3 separate regions of the Gossypium hirsutum genome follow, and regions 1 and 2 are each linked to region 3. A link is a contact called in public Hi-C data. All regions are on one chromosome and are shown on one strand. The core of a region is the stretch at or near the end of the contact, and the rest is flanking DNA. Distances in the headings are between cores, read along the strand shown. Region 1 has its middle 25 kb from the start of LOC107886092. Region 2 has its middle 31 kb from the start of LOC107946932. Region 3 holds the start of LOC107946933.

What was found. Hi-C and Micro-C count contacts between places; a contact is called where the count stands out from the background.
Region 1: a Hi-C map of hypocotyl shows a contact between it and region 3, with 2.6 times the contacts expected there. The contact joins the enhancer-like site here to the promoter of LOC107946933 in region 3. A contact is called at or near these places in 4 of 34 Hi-C or Micro-C datasets (hypocotyl and leaf).
Region 2: a Hi-C map of leaf shows a contact between it and region 3, with 2.1 times the contacts expected there. The contact joins the enhancer-like site here to the promoter of LOC107946933 in region 3. A contact is called at or near these places in 14 of 34 Hi-C or Micro-C datasets (anther, callus, fibers and 4 more).

The regions. Positions count from the first base shown.
Region 1 is chrD12:57,710,686-57,714,983 of Gossypium_hirsutum_v2.1, forward strand. It overlaps the pseudogene LOC121224322. Among protein-coding and RNA genes, the nearest start is that of LOC107886092, 25 kb to the left of the region's middle. Within about 2 kb of position 2,441, at least 4 of the 9 cell types and tissues checked have an H3K27ac peak or open chromatin away from gene starts, as enhancers often do. A contact at or near this core is called in hypocotyl and leaf, where this site is marked.
Region 2 is chrD12:57,733,301-57,737,739 of Gossypium_hirsutum_v2.1, forward strand. No RefSeq gene overlaps it. Among protein-coding and RNA genes, the nearest start is that of LOC107946932, 31 kb to the right of the region's middle. Within about 2 kb of position 3,156, at least 3 of the 9 cell types and tissues checked have an H3K27ac peak or open chromatin away from gene starts, as enhancers often do. A contact at or near this core is called in leaf, where this site is marked.
Region 3 is chrD12:57,774,997-57,779,582 of Gossypium_hirsutum_v2.1, forward strand. It overlaps LOC107946933, which reads left to right and starts at 1,474. Exons shown (of 6, transcript XM_016881441.2): 1 at 1,474-1,878; 2 at 3,161-3,378; 3 at 3,720-3,866; 4 at 4,147-4,586. The coding sequence starts at 3,238.

The DNA of each region.
Region 1 (4,298 bases), core at 1,191-3,690, 63 kb before region 3:
ACGATAGAATCAGCTTTGTTAAGTAGAGTTATGAAGTTTCAATCCTTAAAAAGAACTTTTTATCCGACCCTCTTGTCAATGAAAAACCACCTCTTCAATGTTTTCTTATCACTACTGCTGGGTGAGCAGTCCATCAATTGCGGGCTTCCTCGAAACTGGTGAACATCACAAGCAAAAATTCAAAATACCAAATATCAGCAAGCTGTAAATTTGAGATTTGAAGTTCTTTTATCTCAAGTAAAACATGTGTGTACCTTCTCATCTCCAAAGCTACACCACATTTATGGCAGATAACAGAACATTATTTGCCTAGTAATATGATTTCCGAATTTGACCAGAATGTGCTAAAATCTGCATGTAGAAAATTGGAAAGAACCGTTATAATCCATCCATACATAAATACATATATATATAAACGTATGTATAACTAGTGATTCAATAACAACATAAAATAATAACTCAGTTTTGCCAATATGACAAACAAGTCCTAATATTTTTTTCCAACAAAAGGACATAGCAAACAGTGAAAAGCATATAGTCATTTATATAAACAAAACAAGGTAAATGAATTGAAGGAGGGATATAAAACAAAACAAATAATAGATGTCAGAAAATTTTCACATATAGCCTACAGATATTAAGCAAAAACAACAGCAATATTTTACAAATTAAAAAAAATATAACTCAAAATGACGAATATATATATACACACACACACAAAAGTTGGGGGAAAAAAAACTTAGTAAATACACTTATTTGATCACCATGGTAGGGAGTATCACCTCATTTTCATTTCTAATTTGTCCAGATCATACATTCATCTACAATCAAGTAATACTTGAAAATCTAAATGAAATGACTCACCAATTTGTATCAAACTAAAAAGATCTTGAAACATCAATATAACATACATGAGATTATTATCATACATGTGATTACACTGCAGATCTAAATCCATACATCAACATCAAAGTATTATAGTATTAAAACACACACTAATAAAAGAGAGAGAAACAATTCACTAATACTATTAACTCTTTTTCCAAGAAACAGCAACTACCAAAACGATCATATTTAACACACACACCCCAAAATTGTAAATAAAATAAATACAGTTGAAATAAGAAAAAAAAAGTGAAAGATACAAAGCTACCATATTAAAACATCATTCATATTTTAAAAAGAAAAAGGAAGACTATTCATGGTATAATCTCACGGAATAATTACTATCAGCAAAGAAGGTTTCATTTTTAATATTCTTGAAATGTTAAAAAAAAAAAGTTAAATCATTCGAATTTCGTCAATATAATGATATTCCAATGACAAAACAAAAGAAAATTAATCAATAATAAAATTGTACTCAAACAACAAAAAATATCAAATCTTTAAAAAAACAATTTTTATTTGAAACTGGGCGACCCTAACGAAAACATAATAGCAATATTGAATCATCGACAGTAATTTGATATTTTCCCTATTTAATGTTAACATGAGAATAGAAAAAAGATTAAGACACGTTTCTAAATTTTTCAATAAATTTTTTACCTAGTTCTTCATAGGTAGGAACCGACAAAATAGAAACTTTTACAAAATCAAATAAACAAACAAATGAAATTGACAATCAAAATCGTTTTTCTTCTCTTATATACACTACAGCCACCGAAACAGGAAAAGATCCCGTACACCATTAAAAAACAATTAAAATATATATATTTTTTAAAAACAACAAAGAAAAAGATTAAAAACTGAAGACAAATAAAAACAGACCCACAGAAGAAGAAGAATCAAATGTATAACATCCCCAAAGGCTGGAAATATATAGCTGGGTTATAGATACATCATATGTTTATGTGTTTGCGTGTTTTCATTTCATTTGACATGCATGTCTCACCCAAACGAGTTAAAAACCTTAATGTGAAACGAAATAAGAGATCTTAAATCCTTAAAAGCATCAAAGAATGAGAACCCAACAATTAAAAATATAGAGACAAAAAAAAACGTTTAATGTAACGAACCTGGCTAACGAGGTGAAACCCAGACGAAGAACCGGTCTCTAAAATGCAGTTCTTACGAGATTCGACAAAGGCGGAACAAAAAGAAGAAGAAGAAGCAAAGGTTTTTATGGAGATGGAACGGAAAATCTTTTTAAAAATCTGGGGGAAAAAATTGAAAATAGAAGCAAAAAAGAAGGAAGAAAAAGAGGAGGAGGAGAATTTAGAGGCAAAAATGGTTACCTATTTATAGAGTTTGAAGAGGAAGGGAACGTGTTAATCAAGATAAGTTGGGTTTTTTTTTTTTTTAAGGAAACATAAGCTGTAATTTTCGTTTTTATTTTTGAAAAAAAGAAAAAGAAAATATGAACCGTATTAGAGCAATGCCACCTGTAAGAGTATCGGGTGACGTGGCCACGTGTCAGTTTGGGTCCACGGACGTCGCTTTCTTGCATTGCTGGCAGTCGTCGGTGACCGCAATTGTTTTATTCTTTTTAAGATAATAAAATCGGATTATTATTGTCTAATTTACTCACTTCCGGAATTTTAATTTTATTTTTTGTGTCACGTGGAAGAAACAAAAGTAAAGAAACAGTTTCCGCTTTGTCACAGTTTAGCGATGAATGGAAGCACACATCTCGTGCGAGAATTCACGTGGCTTCGCCATTTAAGCTGCCCAAAGTGCCTTTCTATTGTTGGATTGAATTAAAAAATAAGGGACAACATTTCTGAATTAAACCGCCATTATGCCAAAAAATGAAGTCTAACAGAAATATGACCAATGATGATTGGCAGGAGGAAAGTAATTGACGTCAATGTGAGCAGAAATTAAGAAAATTAAGGGAGGACAGATTTTCTACTATGTTAAATATTTTTTTAGTTTTTGATAATAACAAATGAAGAGAGAGTGTGGTGTCATGAACATTTTGGCAACATTTCCTTATTTTACATCAACTAAATGATTACTGGTGGGGTAATTAAACAAGTAAGTAAATTAGTTTCTTCCCATATTTTGATAGCCTGGAGATTCCCATAATGTAGGACTGATGAGGAAGTTACTTCCCACCTAGAGACCTAAATCTTTTTGTTATTTGTGCACGTAACCTCCTGATTCCCTTCACCATGTTTGAGATTTGACTCAATTACTTGTGGGCAACTATTTCATTGCATAATATGAAAAGATTCTAAACTCCTTTGATGTAATTACTATTTCCCACTTGTTTCTGAATTAAGGAATCCCTGTTTAGTTAACTAATTCATAATTATTTCATTTTCATTTTTTTACCCATTGTGTAATTGGGAAAGATTTGTATTACACATCAATTAGTTTGATTTTTTTATAATTTTATTTAATTTACTTTTTATATGATATATTTAAAACAACCTACATGTTCACAATTGAATTTATTCTTAGAATATGCACTCCAGTTTACTAGAAACATTTAAAATATATATTATTCTTTTTGAAGATATTTTTTTATTCAATTTAGTGCATCTGCATGTGTTACAGCTTTTTCTTCTTCTTCTTCTTCTTCAACACGATGCATTTGCATGTCTTAGGGCTTTTTCTTTTTTTAAATCAACACAATTAACCGGAATGGTGTTATTTGGTGAAAAAAATAATTATTTTTCTAATAAGTCGACTACCCATTCTAAAAGTAAATTCAAGTATAAATATTTTGAGCATTTTAAATATATAGCTTATATATAAAAAGTAAATTAAATAAAATATTTTTTAATAGATTTAATTAATTAAATATTTTTTAAGAAATTCCTTTTTTATTAGTATGCTCAATAGATATTTTAAATTTTATTAGAAAATATTTTTATTTTTATTTATTTATTTCACTTTTAAATAAAATGTCAGTATTTGTTATGGACAAATGTCTATAAATGTAAAGTTCTAGAAGTGCTTTAGGAAAAAATGCTGCAACTTAGCGACGCTTGACAAATTACTACCTTGTTTTAGAAACCACCGCCAAATTTTTTGAGAATTAAAAAGAAATTATCTAAAAAGATCATAATATTTATAAAAATATAGTGGCACTTCTTGCTCGAACGTTGCTAAATATTTGTGACATCAGTTTCGTTGGGTTTTTTGTGGTTGCAGTGGCGTTTATAAACGTTGCTATAAGCTAAATAAAATGCAGAAAAACACTATTTGGTTGTAGTGGTTAATATGAAATACTCAAATTATGGTTACTCAATTACATCACACACCTCAATAATAACACCGTTAAAATACACTGATGTGGCATCGACTAGTAATATTATGGTAGCACGTGATACCTCCACATATATATATAT
Region 2 (4,439 bases), core at 1,906-4,405, 40 kb before region 3:
CACTACAGTATATATGTCACACTCGTCCTGATATTAATTTCAGTGTCAACAAGGCTACTCAGTACATGCAACAACCCAGAGACACCCACTGGACTACAGTTAAAAGAATCTTAAGATACTTACGAGGTACTCTTGACTATGGACTGTGGTTTACAGTAGACAAATCCATGAATCTCACCATGTACTCAGATGCAGACTGGGGAAGCAATGCAGATGACAGACGATCTACCTCAGGCTATTGCCTCTTTTTAGGCGCAAATATCATCTCCTGGAGTTCCAAGAAGCAAAGGGCAGTCTCCAGGTCAACTGCAGAAGCAGAATATAGATCCCTCGCTGATGCTGCTTCTGAACTCATGTGGGTCCAAGCAATTCTTGCTGATCTTGATGTGCATACAGCCAATGTGTCAAAAATCTGGTGTGACAACACTAGCACTGTTGCTATGGCTGCAAATCTGGTTCTTCATTCCAAAACAAAACATGTGGATCTGGACCTTCATTTTGTAAGAGAAAAAGTTATGGCAGGCAAATTCCAAGTCAACTATGTGCCAGCAAATCGTCAAATAGCAGATGCACTTACAAAACCTCTGCTGCTCTCTGCCTTCTGCAGTCAACGCTCGAAACTACGTGTGCTTCCTTCAACTACAGCTGCCACTTTAGCAAAGAAGGAAGGAAAAGAAGCAGGGTGAATGATAGAGGAAGAATTAGAAACAAACAAATGATTTTCAAACCCAAATTCAGTTACACTACGTGGCTAAAATATTCCCAGGTTGTTAGCATCCATAGTACACTGTTATTACCATTTACCGTCTGTTTTACCACCTCTCCTACAGTATTATAAATAATTGTCTCTGTAAACGTTGTAGAAATGGGGTTTCTTCTTCAATAATATTTCAATGCATTCTTCTTGTTTCCTTAGCTTAACAGCTTGATAGTTCACTGCTTGGTTATCACTAGCAAGTTTGGAATTTTGATTTTTATTTATTTATTGTTAGTTGCATGCTCCATTATCAGTTGCAACTGATGGATTATGCAATTTAACAATTTTTTTTACTGAAATATCTAGGTTTAATTCTTACATCCTTTAAGAAATTTGAGCAGTACTCGATGAGTATCAAGCAAGAAGATTATACGAAACTTTACATGTGATTGTGTTTCAATAAATGAAGAGATTTGATTTTACTGAAGTCTAACACTTCAAGATCTCCAATGATTTGATTTCAATGTATAAGACTTTCTTGAACACATTTCAAGGAAATACACGTTTACACTGATTAGAAGGTTGTAAGCCTATAATACCTAATTAAAGAAGGCTCGCTTAGTTTGATTATGGACGATTGAGTAAGAACACTTCTTTATTCGTTGTTAGTATCTTGTTTTCAAGTAGTTAAGTCTAAGTGAAATAAAGTGATCTTAGATTGATATATAAGAGTGAGGGCTCACAATAGGACTAGAAATACTATAGAATTGGGTAAACAATTTCTATACCCACACCTATTTTTATTGTGTTTCCGATCTTCATGCTTTCAATCATTTTTAACTTAAATTTGTTAATCAACCAAAATAAGTGGTATAGAGCTAAATATATTGAGATTTAAAAAAAATTAAAAACAATAAGACGAGATCCAATAGGTTAATTGTTTAATTAGATTCCATTAACTACACATTTCATAAAGTATTCTGTAATTATTTGCATCCTAGAAATAAACTTATAGGGCCATCGCTATCCAAAATAAATACTCATTTCTGTTCATGTTGACCATTGAGCGTCTATGATTATTATTTATTACCCCCAATTTTTAAACTCATCATGTGAAGCATATTATGTTAAAAAAGTAGTTCGCAAGTCCTAATCTTTCCAGAACTACGGGGATTTTTCTTTTGTGATTGTTAGTTCACTTCCAAATCATGAAAAAGGTTAAGAAAACAGCACTAAAAATACTATACTTTTACACCACCCAACTTTGCAATATAATTATAATCAGGCGTGCGTGATTGAGAGAGGCAAAAAGGTCAAGATCAAGACATGGTTTGAAGGGATAAGTTAATAAAAGGGAGGACATGGACTTCCTCTATCAAGCATTTAATGACTGTCTTTTGTTTTGGGTGTAATCATGTACAAGAAGGTGACCAACTGGGCCTAAAAGGATAACTTATTCAAAGGAAACCATATATCAGCCAATTCACCGAGTTAATTTTTAAACTCAATAACTCCTTGGCTCAGGTGTTGTGTTCAGAGCCAAGTTGAACCTGTTGATGCTTTCACTGCACATTATTGACATCATTATGATTCATTCATTCAAATATATTCTAAGGTTTTAATGAGTTGGAACTCACTTTGCTGTCCTTTGCCTACTCTCAAAGGGCTTTCTTTTCTTCTCTATCTACCCCTCAACTTGTTATAATTAAAGACAATCCTTGAGATTAAAGCAAGAGATTCACGATAAAGAGAAAGGAAGATGGTGACATATAATCCTGGGATTCTATGGTGAATTACATGCATGTATAGCCAATGAGGAGATTTAGGAGGATTCAATCGGTGGAAACAGCGTAATTGGCATATATGGATTTGAATATCAGTTAAATGTACTTTTAAAATGATTGTTTTGGTTTTGGATAAAGATTAAGAAGAGAATATCAAGTGGAATTAATAAAACTGATCTGAACCTAATCCACTTCCAGAAAAACTGATGTTGCTCAGTTACCTGAAAAACACAGTTTGATTAATTATTAAGACCAGTGTGATTAGTATAATATGTCTAGAAGTTTGTTCCCTTTCAGTTGGTGATCATTAAACAAATACCCAAAGTAGTAATAAATAAATAGAGGCAAGTAAATTATGGTGGAGAGATTGAACATATAATTGCACATGCACATGATGCAGCAGGGCCGTTTGAGGAAATAAACCAAGTGTTGTCGACGATAATGTTGGTTTGGTGCTCAACAAAGTTAATGTCCTGTATTTGTTGCAGACATTATAAATATATTACCTGAAAACCAGACTCGACTGTCAAGATCAAGGCACCAACGGCAGTTATGTTGTATTTTAGATCCTTGCGATCCTCATTTTGATAATCCAACCCTTAAAGAGTGGGCTGCTCAACATTGGTCCAAAGCTCTTGGAATTGACCCATGTTCGTTTCATATCACTGCACCAGTTTTCTTTGAAGAATTCTGGGCCAAAAGGTCCAAGAAGGATGCTGGAGCCCTGCAATCAAAGATAAGCTTGCTAACATGTTAGAATATGGTGTTTTTTGTATATCATTTATCCTCATATAACATTTAGTTTTAGCAAAGCATGGTTAACAACAAAAATATAATGAATTTGGATCAAACAAATTGGAGCTGATGAAGATTATGCAAGTGCATACACCCATTATCGGCATGCTTTTGGATTGAGAAGAACGAGCTCGAGAGCTGCTCTTCATAATAATATTCTATTCTTTTCTACACTTTCATCCCCATGCAGAACCCGAAGCTAGGCCTACCCCAAAACCTCAAGTTGCTCACTTGTATGGCCTGCCTTCACTTTTCCACTTCAATGGATGAGTTACTCGTATTGCCATAATTTGTCAAATTATTTGAAAGGAATTAAAAGGTCTCACGAAACTATTTTGACACTTAAAAAAGCCTAAAAACATCAACAAAATTCTCAATAATGGCTTGTAAGTTTGCACTTGAAATACATAGTTTTAAGTTCAGAACTATACCTAATCGCATTTGCTATTAGTTTAGAATATTTGATATTTTAGAATATTTGTCTTCTCAATTAATATTTTTAAATCTATAATTGTTTAATTATTTTAATAAGAGCATGATTGTGTATGATGAATTATGCAATTCTTTGTTACGTGGATATGTAATTTAGTCTAAAAGAACTTGTGTGTTTTTGTTAGCTAGAATTGGGCCTCTCTAGCCTTTTATGCTATTAATAAATTAAATCTTAGGCTCTTCATTATAAGGTTGTTAGTTAATAAGATAAATAATGTTAACGAGCTTTATCGAGAAGGTAAGAAGAGATTGGTTGTTAGGTGCGATGTCGACAACTATAACTAATTTATTGAAGAATAATGAATTTTATCTTTGCATCGATGATCAAACTTATAAATCAAAACTAAGATTTCACTATTTGACCAGAATTTCTTTCTTCATATTGATTTTTCTTAAATTTTAGGCTATAGAGTTTTAAAAGCCCCTAAACTTTTTTCAAAAAAAATCAAATAAGCCCCTATATATATTGCACTCAATTGAGCTTTTGAATGTTAAAATTACAAAAACCTTTTTTACCTAACAATCAATTATTACAAGTAATGACAGTCGTCTTTTTCTAGGTGTTTTCACCATATGACACAAGTAGACAGCAGAAACAGATGCTTCTGAACTAGGATACGGTGGAATCTTAAGGTGTTTGTTTCTATTAAAAGAGTTTCTCCTTTTGAGCT
Region 3 (4,586 bases), core at 224-2,723:
ACCCAATTTTCTCCAATTTAAAAAGAAACACTTGATGGATTCTTTTTGTTACCATTAGAGAAAAGAAAAGCAAAACGACAAAGAAGCTGAAGAAAAATAAATTGACACATCAACCTCTATACTTGATTGCTATTGTGGTTGCCCACAATACACAAATAAACAAATATGAAGCGTATCTTTTTTGTCTGTCACATATACATAAAAATATAAAAAGATAGACCACTTTTTTGCAAAAAAATAATAATCATAATATATGAACTCAAAACCCATGTAAAGAACAAAAAAACTCATTACCCACTGTTATTCATGACTGGACCCTCTATTGAGTCGATTCTTTGTTCTTCCATTTTGAATAAAAAATCAAATCAATCAAAATGGAAACGAAAATTAAAAAAAAAGGGACTAAAGTTTTTTTTTTCTAGTTCAAAGATTAATATGATGCATTGGTTTTAATTATTTTGAGAAATTAAATTAACATTTTCCTTTAATTAATTTAAAAAATTCAATTAATTAAAGTTATTTAATAAAAAATTAATTAATTTACTTGACTAGACATTTATATTGGCATTAAAAAATCATTTTAACTGTCAGGTCGAATTGTTGTTTGAGAGTTAATAGATCTTAACGACAGACTAACCATTTCGTAACAAAATGATATTATAAGTGACTAAAATATAATTTGATACAAATAAAAATGACTATTTTAATAATTTAATAATATTATAAAAAATTATCATCGTTGCGAGTATCGTTATTTTCGGTATTGAAAAAGACTTGTCTTTTTCCATTTGCCCTTTATCCAAAATTCAGACTTTCATCACTTTGCCTCTCCCCAAATCCTTCAAACCCATCCACACTGCATTCTGACCCGGAAACCTCCTCGCTCCAGTCTTCTCCCCGGGTCGGGTCAAGAAGGGTAATCATACGCGCTGCTACTGCGTTTGGACTTACCATTTGAAGCAACATGCTGCATGGATGTACGTGAGCTGTATTTGATCGTTGGTTTCTGTTTATCCTCATAATTATATAAAGAAAAAAAGCCTTTACTCAAAAAAAAATTATGATAATTATATACCTCTAATTCTGATTAACGTTTTTAATGAAAAATAAATATACATTTTCAAAAGAAATGATACGATTATAATATAATGTCCCCTCTTAACCTCTCACATTCAAGTCCAAATCGTATGCATTCATGTCTAACCAACTTGTTCATATGCAAGGAAAAGTTGAATAAACAAATACAAGAAGATTAATGAATGAATAATATAAATCGGGCAGTGGCAGTGGACCAACTGGGGTTACAAAATTAAATGGTTTCTACTGGGGAGGGATAAAATCAAAAATTAAATTAACATAAATATATTTTATTTTGAATAATATCACATTTCCTTTCCCAATTGAGTTTAATTAAAATTTGAAAGACAAACAAATGTAAACATTGTCAAAACCCTAAAAAGAAAAGAAAGCAGAGAAAGAGACAGAAAGTGAATATAAATAGCAGCATAAAAAGAAACAATGATGTGCTGCAACAATCTCTTCTCAAATATAAAAAGAAAATGAGAATTCCTTTTATCTTCTCTCCTCCCTCTTTCAATTCTCTTTTCCTTTCTTTCTATTTGGTCCCAAACCCGTGATCTGATTCCTTTTCATTTCTTTTCTTTTTTAACATATCATCTCCTTCACCTAACTGCATTGAGTTTTTAGTAGTTGAGGTTCTTGGGAATTGTTTTTTTTCCTTTTAACATCTTTATTGCGATCTGGTTAAGACAGTTGGGTCACTTGTTTCTGGGAAGAACCAAAGTGGAAAGTAGAGGGTTTTCTTTATCTCATAGCGGAATGTTTTTAAATTTATTTTTGTGGATTATTTGTCTCCCGGTGAGTTCTTTCTCCCTCTAGATTTCTGGGATTTCGGTGCTCATATTTTAAGCTTTTTTTTTTCTTTATTGTTTATGTGTTCATGTCTTGTTAGTTTTTCTGTTTCTTTCTTTAATGCTTCATGCCTTTGCTTTTTATGAGGTTGCCTTTTTGTTTTACTAAGTGTTGATGTAATCATCAATTATTAGGATTTAACATCAAGTTCTGTTCCTCTCGGTAGATTCCGTTTCTGGGTAGTCATAATCAAGTTTCTTTTTCATTTTTTAAAAGGCGTATAAATATAAGCAGAATGTGGCTTCAATGGCTTGTTTTATAGGTTAAAATTTTACCCAGATTCATCTGCATGTTTCAACAATGTACTAGTCACTAGATGAGGAAAGAACATTAGTTATGTCTAAATGGAAGCAAAAAAGAGACCTTTTATGGTAAATGTCTACAGACCCGCATCTATTTTTAATCACATACTTGTCCATGCTTGTTTCATGAGATTGTTGTATGTGATCGTAAGAAGTGACTTCAATGTTCTCCTGGTGCTGTGTGTTTCAGCCACCTAATTTTCTCCTCAGCTGGTAATTGTTGGATCATAGGGAAAAGTTTCTTATGGATGAAGCTTAGTTGAGCCTTTAAGTTATCTTTTAGAAATACGCTATTTCAATGTTTTTATATGAATTAAAACTGTAATTCTGAAGGATGCCATTGTGTCATAATATCCTACAAATAGCACTGTTTCAGTGGGAAACAGCTAAGAAAATGCTTTGATATATGATGCTGATGTTAGTCAGTAATTCTTCCATTTATAACATAGATATTTTCGCCATTTCTTCAGAGTCTTTGCTATTGGCTACTTTGGTTTTCTTCTTTAGTAATAATTCTAAATTTGCCAATTACACCTCATATTGACCAAACAAGTTTGTGTAGTTGGAAATATTAATAAGGTTAAACTGTTCTATAGCAAAGTATGGCAGTAGTTAGAATTATGGCTAAAATCTTGCAATGACTATGGTCAGTTGGTGTTTCAGTTTAAATATGTTGTTTGAATGGACTAGGCCAGGTTAAATTCTATGTTTTTATAATGAAATTGATGGAACGTTTTCAAATTTCATCTGATAATTGTTAAACAGGATTTTTTCTAGACATGTGTTTCTCACACGGAAAGACCATTGTCTTTCCAAGATTGGCTGCCTAATTGGCTATTATCATTTTCCCTGAATGGCAACCTTATTAATTACTAGTGGTAGTCACTATCTTATCACCGTGGTTTCTATGTGAAAACTGTGTGCAGAAATGGAGAGCAAAGGGACATGTGAAACATCTTTTCAAGACTCATTTATTCGAGGATGTAAGATCTGATATCAATTGATGTATTTGTTTCATTCTTCTGCGGAAAAGATGTTGATGCTGGGAGATTTTGATTTGAATTCAGTGCAACGATACACTGATTCACTTAAAGATATTTTCAAACTGACGATGCTTGATCAGGAGATCATATTCAGAAATCAGGTACAAGGATACCTTCTCGGCTCATTACTTGTTAGTTTGCTAAAATTTTCTATTCTGAATTTGCCATAAAGTGAGGCCAGGATTTGATGCTTATTAATAATTTCCCTTTGTTGGGCACACTTTTGACGATCTTGGTGTGGAAACTTTTGGCTTAAACTTTGTGGTGTTAATTTTATAGCTCTCAAACTGGATGAGTTTACATGATTTGGAATTATACTTTAATATATTGCTTTTACTGAAAGGGTGGACCATTAGGCCATGCATGTCAAAATCTGATGCATGAAGAAACATGATTCTACCCTCACTTTAGATGCTTATATTCTTGCTGTTGGTTTTATCAGGTCCACGAGCTCCATCGTTTATTTAGTGTTCAGAAGACTCTAATGAAGGATCTTCACCTGCAGGAGCATGAAACATACAATTTATGGAAAGAAAATGACCAATCATGGTCCCAAGAAACCAGACTCCCTGCAGATTCAATTCCCATGGTAATAGAGGCTACTGCTTTTCGACTGTTAGAAAGTTGACCTCCAAAGATGCTAAAGTGATTTTCAATTTATTAGTTAGAGAACAAAGGCTTTTGAAGTTTGGAATATGATGCCATGTAATCGAGATATGGTAGTTCTTTTTCTTCTTTTTCTTTTGTCATAGAAGAAATCTGGTTAAGAGTTTTCACTTTTGCATGAATTATCATAACTTTTTATTGTTTGGAAGTGATCTAGTTGACAGGCTAACTGATTTATGCCCTTTTCTCTTTGAAATGTTCAGTTGGGCTCAAGAGTATCATCAAGTCAGAAGTTGTTAGGTGAGTGGAAGGGCAACAATTACCATAAGTTTCAGCGAGGACCTTTCGATCTTCAACTTTTACCTGATCAATATACTAATCTCGGTGATGATAATCTTCCAAATAAAAGAAAGGTTGGGGATCACTTAAAAGAAGCCATCTATGTAAATTCTCAACAAGATGCTGATTTCTCAGATCCACTGGACTTGAGGCTTTCCCTAAGCCTTGGAGTGGCTACGGGGAAAAAGGAAGATACACGGAGAAGTTGGTATGGCAAGAACAGTAATACTTTCCCCAGAATTGTCATTGATTTGGAAGAATCTAATGAGAGGACCTCAGATGAGGAGGCAAAACATCCGCCTTCTGATTTTGTCGCTAAAGTTGCAGATTCTGGAGGAAAGCATGATTCAGAAGTTACTGTTAT